Linked DNA regions of Gossypium hirsutum: region 1 is linked to region 2. The links are chromatin contacts, called in public Hi-C maps. All regions are on one chromosome and are shown on one strand. The core of a region is the stretch at or near the end of the contact, and the rest is flanking DNA. Distances in the headings are between cores, read along the strand shown. Region 1 holds the start of LOC107952407 (pleiotropic drug resistance protein 1). Region 2 holds the start of LOC107943394 (plastidic ATP/ADP-transporter).

Region 1 (4,997 bases), core at 2,091-4,590, 150 kb after region 2:
GGTTCTAAAAGACCAATAATGTCCAGTCTAAAATCCATATTATATTCTCTAAAGATGCATGGAAATTTAGTATTTGCGCATCCTTGGCAGTTCCAAACAAAAAATGATAAATTTAAATTTAACTGAGAATTCATCTTAGATGACTTAAAGGGGCCATACTAAATTAATGTTTCTGCCGTGTGGCATTCTGGGTTTCTCTGCATCCGATTCCTAAAAAAGGTTTTTAAACACCCCAACCCCATCCCTTAGAAAGAAAAAGGTAGCCCCGAAGAAAGGAAAGAGCGAGATGGTGGTTTTTGTTGTTCCCGCGAAGCGAAGATCATTCGCCAAGCGAATGAAGTGGGTCAACCTCTTTTTTTTTTCGGCCAAACACTTTTTCTCGCTGGTCGAGCTTTCTCATTTGCTTCGTTAAGAAGTCCTTGTTTGACTTGCTCTTGCAATAGCTCTACCATATTGGTGATAGAATCTGCCAGTGGAACTTTGGGAGGTGACGTTTTGAATGGGCTATCTTTATTACGAATTACTCTTTTGAGTTTTTGGCCCTTGGAATTGTTATTTATTTTCCCTCCAGTGGCGCATGTTGAAGATGTGTTCTTCTTTGGCCCTATTTTATTTGTGAATTGCCCTCCTTGAATTTCCCCCAAAGCACCATTTTTTTAACGTTACTATTGAATGTTTAGATGGGTCTAACGCTCCAATAGTTGGGGTTACCGTAACTTCCAGCATCCTATCAGTAGTGGAGCTTTGACTCTGTTGTGAACCCAAAGTTGCTACTGATTGTGTGACATGAATTTTCCCTTCACATTGCACCGTATTGGTTATTTGGCCTTCCGTTCTGCTCATCACTGAGTTTTCTTCCAAATGTTGAGTCTGGGAAGCATTTGTGAAATTTATGTCTTCTCTTATGGCTCCATCAACTTCTGCCCCCTTTTTTGTATTATTTTTATTTTGTAGTGGATCTGATTGACTGTGGTCTCCTGGGTTGTACTTGTTTTGGTTTTCCTTAATGGGTGCCTTAGATTCTTTAATCTGGAAATAATTTTGATTATGCACACCTAGGCTTGATATAATTTCTTTACCAGGCCTTTTCCGAATTTGGCCTATTGGTGGTGCTCCATTCGGTGTTACCAAGGACTTTTCAGCAGACCTTGACTCCTTTTGGGTTTCATGGATCCTTCTCATGGACCCATTATCATGTAGATTTGGTTCGTCGTTTAGGGTTTTCAGTGCTTGAAACTGAGAGCTTCCAAGTCCCTTCTCTCTAACGGCGCTGTTGGTGTTACTCTTTCCTTTTGACCATCGCCGATTCCTTCTTTCCACAATCATCAAAGGACCATAAGCGTCGGATTTATCAGCGCCGTTGCTTCCTCCTGAATCAGGTCTGACTTCTTGGATTAGTTCGTGCTCCTTACTGCCTTATCCCATATCTTGTTGTTCAATCGTTGTCTTGGTGCAAATATCCTGTGTATGCCCATAATGGCCGCAAGAGAAACAGACCGTGGGTAAGTATTCATACTTGACTTTTTGCAGTAATCCATTGATAAAAACATGAGATATGAGAGCCTTCCCAAGATTCACATAGACCGCCATTCTTGCAAACCTTCCCCGAACGCCGTTATCAGTATTAAAATCCAATTTTGCAACCCTTCCTATTATTCCCCCTATTTCTCAGAGTATTTTCCTTTTGTAAATGTGCCCAGGCAAATCGGGTAGCCTTATCCAAGCCATGACCATATTCGGGTAGGGCTGCGAAGGACTGAAATCCATATGAACAGTTAAGTATTGGCCATATACTACCCATGGCCCTTGACTTAATACCTTTTCACAATCGGCTGGATTCTGGAACTTGGCTAAGTAGTAGCCGTTTTCGATGTCCATTAAACAAAACGGTTGACTCGGGCGCCATAAAGAATGGATCTTGTTTGTAGAGTTGCGTATCCGATGTTTCTACCTAATAACTTTATAACCACGGTATGTTCCATATCTTTTATGAGTATTTGGTTAATCCGGTCAAAGAAAGCCGGTATACCGTTGACCGAGGATCTGACAATATCTCCGTCAAGAATATCTAGGTCATCATCGTCTTCTTCTTTAGATGATGGTTCTGCTTTTTCGTCACCTCTTAAGCCTGTACCCATGAGGCGATCTTTCCAGGACCTAGGTCTGTCTGGAGCCGAAACAGCGTCCATGGCCACATCTGCATTGCCTTCTTGATTATTGATTATTTCAATTCTTGATAGTCGACTATCTCTTCTCCCTTCTCCAATTTTCTCTCGCTCTTCAGACTCCATTCACAAATTTCTATCAATTTAAAAAGTTAATAATATAAACTATAAAGACAAATTTAAGATTAAATTTGAATTTTAATGAATGTAAAGAAAAGCAGCATAATATGATGCCCCACGTGTCAATGAAAGGAAGTCCCTTTGAACCTTCCTCTTATTAAATTGTATGTAATGAAAAAAAGAAGTCAATTCCCAGTCTTTCTTACTACTCTCATTCCTTGTTCTTCAAGGTGTGTTATTATTATTATTATTATTATTACTTTAGTCCTAGAATGACATCATTGGTGATCTTTTTAATAATTTGTTATTTCTTATCTTTTTTATTTTTTGCTAATATTAAATATTTTGTAATGTTTATTTCAACTCTTTAGATTCAAATTTCTATTATTTTAAAGTTAGAATTAATAGAATTTATTAGTAATGTTTATTTTACTTGCTTCTAATTTTAATCCATAATATTATTTATTGGTTTATGTTATTATGCAAAAGCACAACAAAAATGTTATCATTTAGGTAAAGTGAAATTTACCTTAAAATAAATTATTGAAAAAAATTAATAGTAGCTGGTACTTAAATACGTTAAAAACACTCAATAGATTTTTTCTTCTTTCCATTAAAGTATCCATAGCTCAGCAATTATGTCATCTAAGCATATTACAAGATCATCCATTTTGTGCATTTGCTTCGTTTATGGTTATAAATCAATGGATTAGGATATTCTTAAAATATGGTTATAAATCAATTTGGAAATCCATTGCTAAATTTTAAACACGTTAACTTTCGACACCCTATCAACGGTTAAAGTATGTTTGGTGAATATAAGCATGGTTTCAAGATGTTGGTGATTTAAATATGTTGAGATTAACAGTAAAAGAGGAAAAGTAAAAGACAAATAATATTCCATAACTCAATCCATGCAAAACAAAGGTGGAAAATTTTGAAGTTTGACATATGAAAGAGAAAGAAGGGCGGCCAGCAACCATGCATTGCCATTGCCCTTACTCCTTATATATATGCCAAACATTAGTTTTGTTGCAACAGGCTCTCCCTTTTAACTTCATTCTCATTTCTTTTCCTTCTTTCATTGGGAAGGATCAAGTATTGATATTGTTTTGGGTAATGGAGGGCGTTAATATTTATGAAGCGAGTAGTAGTTTAAAGAGAAGTATAGGCTCTGGTATTTCTTCCATATGGAGGAACAATGGCGTCCAAGTTTTCTCGAGATCTTCTCGAGATGAAGACGATGAAGAAGCTTTAAAGTGGGCTGCACTTGAGAAACTACCCACTGTTGCTCGTCTAAGGAAAGGTATATTGGCCAGCTCTCAAGGTGATGCCAATGAAATCGATGTTCTAGATATTGGATGGCAAGAAAGGAAGGCTTTGCTTGAGAGGTTGATCAAAGTTGCTGAGGAAGATAATGACAAGTTTTTATTCAAGCTCAAGAATCGTATCGATAGGTATGGAATTTTTGTGTTTTTAATGTTTGCAGGAGACAAACTCACACTATGCCTATTGAATGGAATAGAGTAACAAATAGAGTCATAAGAGAGACTGTAAAAGATTATTTCAGAAAAAAAATGATTTGTAAAAGAAAAAGTTGTAGCTGAAGATTCATTCAATAGTTCCCGAACAGTGAAAATTTTGAACCAAACATAATGTCTGTTTTTGCATTGGAAATCCTCAGGGTTGGCATCGATCTTCCCACAATTGAAGTCAGATTCCAACGTCTAAATATTGAAGCTCAAGCTTACGTAGGAAGCGATGCTTTGCCTACAGTTATTAATTTTTGTTGGAACAATGGCAGCAGCAAACATCAAAACAAAGTTGCAGCTCAGTGTTTGCAAGACTGAAGCAAGAAGAATCGAGGCAAAGCAAAGCAAAAATTTTGGTCAAAAATCAAAATACTCAGCAATGTTGTGACTGAACATTCATCATTTTTCATTCAACTTGAAATATATAAAAGAGTTACATTGTACATTGACAGTTACCTAATGTATTTAACTGCCCCAACTAATACAAACCTAATCACTAGCCAAAAATAATCAAACATAGCTGACCAATCAGCCATTACATCAAAAGGTCTTGTCACTAACTTAAGTTTAACTAGCATTACAAACAAACTAAAGTTGAACTGAACCAAATTACATCAAAACAAAGCAGCAAAGTTGGTTGCTTCATTCGGTTCAAAAACCATTCGTGCGCACCAAGCAAAATGAGCTGAGCTCGATAGCTGCTGGTCTCGACAGTAGCAAGCTTTTGGCTCCATGTTGCATTGCAGTCCAGCTTTCAACACTCCTCCTTGGACTGTATGCAACACATTCCAATTGCACTTCTCAAAGATTCAAATCGAGCAGCCCCTAAGGGCTTGGTCATTATGTCAGCCAATTGTGCTCCTGAGCTGCAATGCACAAGGCTGACTTCCTTTGCTTGTTCAGCCTCTCTAACAAAATGCAATTTGATCTTAAAATGCTTAGTCTTGCCATGGAACACAGGGTTCTTGGCTATTGCAACTGCAGACTGATTGTCCACCCAGATTTCAGTTGCTTCATCTTGAGTTTCATTAAGGTCATAAAGCAGCTTTCTTAGCCAAATGGCCTGATTAACTGCTCCTGCTGCAGCAATGTACTCTGCTTCAGCTGTGGACTGAGCAACAGTTTGTTGCTTCTTAGAACTCCAGCAAAACATGCCCGATCCAAGTGTGAAGAAGTATCC
Region 2 (4,609 bases), core at 1,509-4,008:
GTATTTTGAAATGGGCCTATGGGCCATACTGTTATCTAAATAAGGGGCTAAGGCCCAGTTTATTGTAATCTGAAAAGGGCTCTGGTCTAGTACCACTGTTACCTGAATGGGCTTAGGCCCAATAGGCTTGAGCTGACTTGGGTTTTGAATGGGTTTTCCTTACACACTGAGTTTCCCCAAACTCACCTTTTTTATTTTCATCCACGCAGGAAATCCCCAACCATAGTGGGCTTGGAGCTGTGAGGGAATTCGGAGTGACCACCCGTTCTGAAAGTTTGATTTTCTTCTGGTGAACTGGACATCCTTTTATTTACGTTTGAAGTTTTGGGTTTTTAAATATAATAAGGCCGCTTAATTATTTTTAATGGTTTTAATATGTATTACTAAGATAGGTATTACTTATTTTAACTATTGAAATTGGATAGCTTTAGGGCGCGTTTTCAAAAACAACAGTTGATTTCAAAATAACACGACAACAAGCAAAGCTTCCGCAATGAAAATATTTTCCAAAATTAATCACTTTTCCTAAAAATGACTTAATCAAATCGGTTTCCTAGAAATATCCATGACGTTAAGGTGTGGCAATGGCGGTATGCATGTCTAGGATTGGATCCGAAGGGAGCTTGGTACTTAAGCAATCCGATGGACTCACCACCTCTTTTCCGGTTTCCTACCTGGTGCACAGCTTCCATTCACCTTAAACCTTAATGAATTAATCTTTTGAACATCAAGTACGATTTTCTGGACTTAGAATGGAATTTTTTTTTTACGTTTTTGATGTGGCATGTCGGATCCGGCCATAACGTCTGGGCCGGGTTTGGGGTGCTACAATAATTCATTACAACTTATTATTTTTTTATCATCTTTATAACTTTACATCAATTTTATAATTTTTATGATTTTTTATAATTTTTTTTAATTTTATGAAAATTTTATAGTTTAATAGTTATATATATTTGGTAATATTTATAAATTTTTATTATTTTTATGAGAAAATATAAAATTAAACTAGAAGATGGTATGTGTCACTATTTGATTGGTTAAATAATTAATTTTAACAACCAACATACTCAAAGATGAAAACTGTTAACGGAAGGATTTAATTGATTTGTTTTTGTTACTATCAAATGCTAAATTGGATGCAAATTTAATGTAGGGATTCAATTGATTTTTTTTCTAAGGGCATTTTTAACCTATAAACCAAATAAGGAAAAAAATTTAAAAATTAAAAAAAATGAATTTAATGGTGTAGGAGATGGATTTAATGATTGAGTGATCAATTTGATCAATTTCTTTAATCGCAATGACCAAAGTAACAAAATATATATATTGGGTCATCAAAATAGGAAGGATTTAATTTTAAATGACTAATGAATTCCTTTTGAACTTTTTGATTAATGAAAATATAATAATTTAAATATAAAGTAATTCAATATAAAATTTAATAATTTTATTATTATATAAATTCATTTAATAAAATAAAATTTTTTATTTATATATATATATATGATAAATCTACTTATCATTTACTAAATATTTTAGTAAAATTAAAATTGATACTTACAAATGTGGTAAATTTCATAAATAATAAAAAGTATTTAGATACTCTTCTCATATTTAATTTTTTATCCCTTTATTTTGAATTCCAAGATTTTAGTTCATTACTTATTAATTGAAGTGTAACCATTAATTTTCTTTTTTACTGGATTGGTCTATGTATCATTTTTAAAATAAAAAAAAAATTGCTCACATTATCTATACTAAATAAATAAATGAAAATGTTGAGTATTGAGTTTATTATTATTATTATTATTATTATTATTATTATTATTATTTTGAATTAAGGGTTGTAAGATTCTCACGAGAGTGAAAGTTATTGCTTTTTCCTACAATTTTTTTTTTAAAAATATCACATTTTTTTAATAAAATAATTAAAATATCAGACTAAGTTGTGGTACGTAAATCAACTAAATCTTGCCCCAAATATTTTCATGTAAAATAATATAATTTAATTTAAGAAAAATTACACTCAATATTATTAAGTTATTAATAAATTTATGTTTGGTCATTTAATATTAAAAAATTATAAAATAATCACTTAACTAGTTAAAAATTTTCATTTAATTCGTTGAACTATTCAAACATTTTTATTTAAGTCACTAGGCTATTAAAGTTTTCTTATAAAAAAATCTGACTAGCGAACTCCAAGTAATGATTCGACGATTGATAGAGTACATCAATATCCATCGAGGAGTAAAAGAACATACTTTAAATCTAAATCAATCTGACGATAAATGTTAGAGATCAGAGAAGAAAGTTATTTAAAATTTGGTTTGCAGATTCATAATATTCAAAGTTGTTTCATGAAAAGCTTAACTGTGAATATGAGAAAAAGAACTTTCGATTGGTGCAAGTAGTATAGATAAAAAATGTCATACAACAACAATTTTGACAGTTCAATGACTCAAATAAAAATTTTCGAATAATTAAATAATTATTTTGTAATTTTTTAAAATTGATTGATCATAAACTTATTAAAAGTTTAGTGATATTAAATATAAATTAATGAAAGCTTTTCCTAAATGGAAAGAGTGGATGATTAAAATGTAGAAATATAAGGTGGAAATAGTAAATTTGAGGAGAATTAGAGGTATGATTTTGGTGAAAAGCCGATGACCTTTTTCTTTGGGACGTTGAAAAGAGAACAGGACCACCCCACCACCCAAAAACAAAAAGAAAAACGTTGGAACAATGAAAAAAAAGTGGAAAATATCTGGAATCCCCAGTTTTGATATTTTTATTCAAAAAAAAATTGCAACTTGTTTGATGTGTTGTGAGGACTGGATGGGATTTTCAATTTCCTACTTTTTAAGTTTCTGTCCTCTCCTAATCTGCAAAATTTGTCCTCTTATTTAACCGCCATGCCACTGCCACTCCTTATACCCATTTCAAATTCTTTTTCACTCAGAAAGAAATTGCTTTCTTAGGATTTAGTTTGATATTTTCTTTTTCTTTTTTAATTACCCATTTGTTTCTCTGAGAACACAGTCTTCTCTTGCCAGCCACCTTATCTCTCTATCTATCTCCCTTCCTCTCTTTACCTTTCCCCCGTGTCTCTCTTTGGTTCTAAAAGATTTCAGGGCTTATCCTCTGGGGATTTCATTTCCCAGTTCTTTGAAAAGAGAACCTTAAGAGAGACATGGAAGCTGTTTTACAAACCAGATGTCTTCTCTCATTGCCACCAAACCCAACCAGAGTGAGAGTCAGAAGCCTTTTGAACCCATCACAAGGCTTGAAGCAGAGGCTTTTTGCTTCAAAACCCTTAGGCCTTAGTGATTTATCTCTATCTTATAAGGAAGTTCCAAGCTTTGTTGCCAAGCCAAATGGGTTGTCCCCAAAAGGGAAGAACTTCATTCGCAAGGCTGAGGCTGCTGCTGCAACTGATGACCAGCCTTTGTTTGGTGAAACTCAGAAACCTAAGTTCTTGGGTATTGAGCTTGTGACTCTTAAGAAAATTATCCCACTTGGCTTAATGTTCTTTTGTATCCTTTTCAATTATACAATCCTTAGGGATACAAAGGATGTATTGGTTGTGACAGCTAAAGGAAGCAGTGCTGAAATTATACCATTTTTAAAGACATGGGTTAATTTGCCTATGGCTATTGGGTTCATGTTGTTATACACAAAGCTGGCTAATGTGTTGCCAAAGAAGGCCCTTTTCTACACTGTCATTGTTCCTTTTATAGCCTTTTTGGTGCATTTGGGTTCATGTTGTATCCTCTCAGCAATTACATCCACCCTGAAGCACTTGCTGATAAGCTTCTTGCAGTGGTTGGACCTAGATTTCTGGGTCCTCTTGCAATTTTGAGGATTTGGAGTTTCTGTTTGTTCTATGTCATGGCTGAACTTTGGGGCAGCGTGGTTATTTCTGTTCTCTTTTGGGGGTTTGCCAATCAGGTCATTTATCTGCATCTTTGTATATACATGAGATTTTCTCAGCTGAAGTTTCCTATATCTTCATTTACCTACTGTGATTTTTCTTGTGCAGATAACGACTGTAGATGAAGCAAAAAGATTCTATCCTCTGTTCGGACTTGGAGCCAATATTGCCCTTATTTTCTCAGGTCGAACTGTTAAGTACTTTTCTAATTTGAGGAAAAATTTGGGTCCCGGAGTTGATGGTTGGGCCATCTCCTTGAAGGGAATGATGAGCATTGTGGTATTAATGGGGCTGGCCATCTGTTTCCTTTACTGGTGGGTGAATAAGTTTGTTCCTCTTCCCACACGTAGTATGAAGAAGAAGGTAATTCCATGTCTGCCTTTTCATCATTTGCTCAACATTATGAGCATTAAAGTGTCTTTTGATTGCTATTAAATTTGGTCATTTAACTGCTTGGTTTGTATTCGTGATGGACCTTAATAACAATTACCCCTTTTTCAAAACATGCCTGGCAGACAGGCTGGAATTGCTTTTGACTGCCTGAATAGCTCTTCTAAGATGCTGAAAGATGTTTGCAACTTATTTTAGTATTGTATGCATTAGAGTGAAGTTGTGAGGTCGAAACATGTATATGAGCCTGTGTTTCTTTTATTGTCAATCTTTTTGTAG

What was found. A called contact is a pair of places that touch in the nucleus more often than the background predicts.
Region 1: a contact with region 2 is called in a Hi-C map of leaf, with 1.4 times the contacts expected there. The contact joins the promoter of LOC107952407 here to the promoter of LOC107943394 in region 2. A contact is called at or near these places in 3 of 34 Hi-C or Micro-C datasets (callus and leaf).

The regions. Positions count from the first base shown.
Region 1 is chrA02:89,801,539-89,806,535 of Gossypium_hirsutum_v2.1, forward strand. LOC107952407 (pleiotropic drug resistance protein 1) reads left to right here and starts at 3,341. Exons shown (of 24, transcript XM_041086583.1): 1 at 3,341-3,742; 2 at 3,970-4,108. The coding sequence starts at 3,405.
Region 2 is chrA02:89,648,529-89,653,137 of Gossypium_hirsutum_v2.1, forward strand. LOC107943394 (plastidic ATP/ADP-transporter) reads left to right here and starts at 2,759. Exons shown (of 6, transcript XM_041086564.1): 1 at 2,759-3,743; 2 at 3,746-3,957; 3 at 4,049-4,303. The coding sequence starts at 3,200.